2 separate regions of the Zea mays genome follow, and region 1 is linked to region 2. A link is a contact called in public Hi-C data. All regions are on one chromosome and are shown on one strand. The core of a region is the stretch at or near the end of the contact, and the rest is flanking DNA. Distances in the headings are between cores, read along the strand shown.

Region 1 (2,700 bases), core at 133-2,632, 190 kb after region 2:
TCAAAAACCCAGCAAGTTTCAATCGAGCATATAGATGTTGTTGAGCATATACACCGGTCATACTTGGATCGATTAAACAGCAACTTACAGAACTGTAGAGCTGGAACGCGCGCCGAGATGCTTCAATGCTGGCACTAACAGGCTGGTGCGCCACGGCCTTCTGCAGCGCTCTCTCGTAGTTGATGGGCACACGCTCGAACGAATCTATGGATACAACCCTTGTATTTTTCTGAAATAGACAAAGCGCAAACCTCCGTCACACCATCACAGAAACGGGCAGAGCACAGTTAAGTACGCAAACCTATGACAGATCGACACTGACCAGTTTGAGATCGCACGTCCCGTCGTGGCCAGTGAACGGGTAGTCGGCCTCGGTGTCGATCCCGCCGTTCTTGATCATGAACACGAAAGCATTGTCCATTAAGCCGCCATCGCAGCCCTGGTCCTGGAACTTATCGCAGTCGATAAGCTCCTGCTCCGACAGCGAGATGAGGCTGCCTGTCACGATCTTGTTGATCCCTTCCACCGCTGCCACCGCCGAGAACGCCCAGCACGCACCTGCACCTCTCACGCCACCAAACCATGAGATAACTAAGCCCTGAATTTCACAGAAGAACATGCAGATTTGAGATTTCTCTCTAGATTTGGCCCGCCCTAAAGCTTTTAGAGAAAAAAACGTCCACTCTGGTATGCAGCCTTGTGAAACTAGAATCAGTTCCACCGATCCATTCTTCTTGTGCTACTTTTTTTTTTCTTCAAACTATGCACTTCGAGAGACTGTTCCAAAGTTTGAGATCTGCTTGCAGGGGGAGAAAAAAAGCAGAAGAGCAGAGCATGGAACAACGTACGGACCGCATTGGCCCTGGTCCTTGACCTCGGCGACGGCGCCGCGCTCGCGCCAGTCCACGGCGTCGGGGAGCTGCTCCCCGGCTAGGGGCAGGTAGCGGCGGCTCCCGACGACGCCCACCGCGGTGCCGTTGCGGCCGCGGGAGCCAAGGAGGAGGCGGGCGCGGTACTCCTCCAGGGTGAGGTCGGCGAAGCGGGTGAGGCCGAGGCGGAAGCCGTGGAGCCCCGCGTCCGCCTCCGCGTTGTGCGCGTCGATGTAGCGGAGGTTGTAGCGGAACACCTCCAGCCGCCGCGCGTCGTCGTCCTCGCCCGGGCCGAGGCTGCCGCCGGTGGCGCCACGCCTCGGCCCCGCGTCGTGCTCCGACCTCCACTCCTCGTACAGCCGCCGCACCTCCTCGTCCGTCCGCTCCGGCGGCGGCGTGACGGTGACGGCGGCGGCGAGGGGTCTCAGCTCCGGGGCCGCCGCCGCGAGGGCGAGGGCGAGAGCGAGAGCGAGTAGCGCGGGTTGCGGCGGGTAACGCGACGACGGACGCATGGTTGGTTAGTTTGGTGGAGAACCAGCAGCCGGTCTCTGAAGTTAGTTTGACCCAGGGCTCGCCTCGCCTCGGCAGGATTGGGTTGGTTTCCGCCTTTCCGGAGGTGATAAATATCCCAGCATGCCAAATGGACCCACATAGCTGCTTAGACTGTTGGAAGCTCCAGTACTTCTTTGGCTGCACGTGGTAGTCCACATCCAAGTCCAACCCACGCCACGTGAAGCCACGACGCTCGTTCGCTCTCCCTATTCAATTTTAAATAGTAAGAAAATTTATTCTATTAATCTTCTTCATTTTTTCGTCTACTAAATTAATCCTAAGTTATTGTTTAGTGACGTTTGACAACTATGGCTACATATTTTAAAGTGCGTCCTTACAATTTTTCATTTATTATTTATCTGATATATTTATATCTTTACCATATTAAAACATCAGTTATTCTACGGTTCCACTCCACCATCTTAATTTTTTATACTTTCTCAATCTTAAATTATAATTCTTTTGATTTTTTGTCAAATTTGGTTGGCTTATCTTATTCAATTTTTTTGTGAAAAATAGAAAATTGAAAACCATACTTAAAGTATACTATATGCTAAACAATATCGGAGTAAAAATTAATAATAATTATGAAAATTTTTGAATAAGACAAGACAGTAAAACTTAGAGAAAAAGGTCAAACAAATTATAAATTGGAATAGTGGAGTATAAAAAAAACCTTGTGCTTTTTAACAAAGCCGTTGTCCCTCTGATCTGGATCCATATTTAGACATTTAATCGGTAAAAAGCTAAATGAGATTCAAACGAATAATTGTTGGCTCTAAACCTATATCCGCACTAAACTAAGTTAATAGAACACATGCCAAATAGAGATATAAATCATAATTTTTTATTCCAAATCCAGGTTCGCACCAAACTAACCATAATTGTTGGCTCCAAAAAAAAAAACACAGCGCCGGAGACGAGGCCGTAAGTGTGTCGGCTTTCTCTATGTCCTCATCAGTCATCTCCATTGCCTCGCTCTAGCTCCATACGCGCTCAGTACGCCCGCACAACATCTCTGTCCCTGCACTCCCATACTCCCCCGCCTGACAAACCAACAAACAAACTTTACCATTACGATTACGACTTTATTTGAGTTTATGTAACTTCATTACATCATATATGGCACTCATCAAAAGAGATACGCACATATTAATTAACTTGCCACACCATAACGGATTAACTTAATTATCCCCAGTGGTACCTAGCTACCATATGTAAAGTTCAACACGACAAGACCATCGGCTCTCTGCTGCCTGCTCCGCTCGCTCCCTCCTAA
Region 2 (2,700 bases), core at 44-2,543:
CTAAATATGAGCAACTATTGGAGACTAAGTTATTTTTTACTTCCAATAGCTATTTAGCAACTTGCTAAACATGATTTTAGCAAGCTATTTTTTAGAGAACTACTGGAGAAGCGGGCCCTGTCAGTCTTAATGCAAACAAAAATCCATGGCGGGCGGTCAGTAAAAGGACGAGCAGGAAAGTTTCACGCAGTTGCATGCCGCGCGCGGCGGCATTTCTTTTCCGGCGCGCAAAAAGGCACGGCGTTATCGGTACTAGTGCGCCAAGAAATATGGCCCGATTTTTTTTAGGCTAGCACGGACTAAAAATAGAAGCTTAAAACATGATGTCATACAAAATAATATATGACAGTCTAGCATGGTGTAAAGACGGGTTTAGAACGGACCCAAAATTCCAATCCATCGAGCTCTAGTGCTGCCCGCACTTATGAATCGGACTTGGACCAGCACGACCAATAAATCTATATTATTTAATTTATTTAATTCAATAAACAATAGACTTTATGTAATAATGATATTTGGAATTTATATGATTAAATGATGTCAGCATTAATTTTATGTGGTTATAATATTTGAATTTTATGTGATTTAAATATATGAGCCGAGTTTAGACCAGTATGACCAACAAAGGCACGATGTGTTTTTATAGCTAGGACTTAGGATAGACTACTTTGAACTTACGTGACATCGTCCAAAAGTTTTTTTAAGCCTTCTAGACGGGTTGTTTGACCCGAAACATAATGGGCCGGACCGGTCCAATTCTAAACCCGACCTGAACTGATGGCTTCCCGGCCTTCTGCCTCCCCTAGTCCCCTGGCAGGCTGGCTCACCAACTCCAACAACTTCGCCCTCGCCCTCTTCAGTCTTCACTCTCCGTCCCTCCCACTGACCCACCCACTGCGCCGCGCCGGGGGGACCCGTGGCCGCCGGCCGCGCCCCACGCGCGAGCAATAGAGAACCGACCAACCTGGGGTATCTGCCACCACTCCGCTGCGCTTTTTGACGCCCGCCCTAGCTCTACCCCTTAGGCTGAGTCCAGTGCACAGCCTCCCTCTCGCCCCTGCCACGTCAGCTCTCGCCTCCACTCTCGCCTCTGCTGCTCCAGTGCACAGGCTGCAGCAGACTACAACCTCAGGCTATAGCACACGTGGACCAATCAGAAGCCGCCACCTCACTGTCGCCCCTCGCTCTCGCCCGCGAAGACGCCATCGCCAACACGTCGCCCCGCTCTCGCCTGCCTATCGTCGGACGGTGGCAGTAGCACCCGCCAGGTCGCTCTCGCCCGCCTCCCGCCCCGCTCTCGCCTGGGCGCTATCGCCGTCACTATAGCTGGCACCAGCCTTACCACACCCCAGCGGCCCCTGCCCCGCACGCCGTCCTCCCTCCCGCCTGCGTCGCCAGGTCTCGGCGACGCAATTATTGCCGCAGCGAAGCGACAGGTGTGGCGTCAATGGGGTGGGTCTGACCCTGACTGCCCCCATCCATCCGTCGCCTACTTGTCGCGTACTAGCTAGCTCCGGGTGGAGTGGAGCTAGCTAGTCATGGCAGCCATCATCATAGCCGTAGAGCCATAGCCACACTTGTCGCTCGTCATCAAGAGCTGCCGAGATAGTTGCGGCAGCAGGCAGCACAGTGCCGCTCCGTCCGTCCACGGGCTGTGGCTGTGGTGTGCACACATATGCGCCGCCGCCGCTGCCGCTGCCGCCGCCTTGTCGTTTGCCCTGTCGCGGCTCTGCTCGGCTGCGTGGGCTAGTTTACAGCCGGAGTTGTACTTCGCGTTCGCGGCGGGGGGAAGGAGGGGGGGAGTAAAGAATCGGAGGCGCGCGCGGATTGGATGCTGTGCGTGCGCGCGGAGGACGCGCTGGCCGCCGCTGCAGCCGCGGCCGCAGCGTCCGACAAGATGCGCTCCGTGACCCTGTCAGTCCCTCTTTGTTTCTCTCTCCGCCGCTAGCATGGGCCACTGCAAGCTCGCAACTTGCAAGTGTGCTTCATCCCACCCGTCGGTTCTTGGAGTCCGCCCAAAGTTGGCTCCTTTCATCTTGTGCCGTGTGCAGGGGCGGGACGATCCAGAGGGCGGTGCGGAGGATGGCTGGCGGCGCCGGCCGGAGGAGACCCCACGCCTTGGCGGACTCGGGGACCGCCGACTCGTCGGCGTCAGCATCGGCCAGCTGCTCCGGGGTTGGTTCTCGCTTCCCTGATGATCAAAGCCTCCCCTTTACATTTTCTTCCGCCTTCGCATGCGATAAATCGTCGCTTTTCCCTTGTGCTAGTTCTTCACTGTATGTACTCGTGGAGTTGTCACTTTCCTGCCTCGGATGTATCGTCCGATGGAAGGCTCGTTTCTCGCATTGGTTCCCAAATTGTTCCAGGTGATTTGTGAAATCTGATGGCAACTGCGTCTTGTGATTTCTTTTGTAGGATGATATCAGCAGCACTGGTAGTGCCAAGAGGGAAGCGGTACAAAGGTGCACCATGCATCGGTACAGATCGCAGCTAGAGCAGGAAGTGTGTTTTCCTTGGCTTATGAACTCTACAATTCTGAATTTCGTAGCATGCTGTTTTCAGTTGAAAGGATCCCGCTTTGTTTCGAGCTGTGATGGGCTCTGTTCCTCTTAAATGGAAGCTGGCTGATGTTGGCCGTGGTGGGCATGTGGTTATACGAAAGTTGAAAATTGAAGTCCTCTGATGAAATCCATTCTCTAA

Evidence for each region. A called contact is a pair of places that touch in the nucleus more often than the background predicts.
Region 1: a contact with region 2 is called in a Hi-C map of ear, with 1.9 times the contacts expected there. The contact joins the promoter of LOC541654 here to the promoter of LOC103629614 in region 2. A contact is called at or near these places in 9 of 25 Hi-C or Micro-C datasets (ear, endosperm, leaf and 3 more).

What each region holds. Positions count from the first base shown.
Region 1 is chr6:98,630,221-98,632,920 of Zm-B73-REFERENCE-NAM-5.0, forward strand. It overlaps LOC541654 (maize insect resistance 2), which reads right to left and starts at 1,383. Exons shown (of 5, transcript NM_001111408.2): 1 at 853-1,383; 2 at 323-558; 3 at 89-229. The coding sequence starts at 1,381. LOC542561 (maize insect resistance 1) reads right to left here. Exons shown (of 4, transcript NM_001398259.1): 4 at 2,489-2,700. The coding sequence ends at 2,697.
Region 2 is chr6:98,443,439-98,446,138 of Zm-B73-REFERENCE-NAM-5.0, forward strand. LOC103629614 (Ternary complex factor MIP1-like) reads left to right here and starts at 1,294. Exons shown (of 12, transcript XM_008650699.4): 1 at 1,294-1,914; 2 at 2,052-2,175; 3 at 2,416-2,502. The coding sequence starts at 1,832.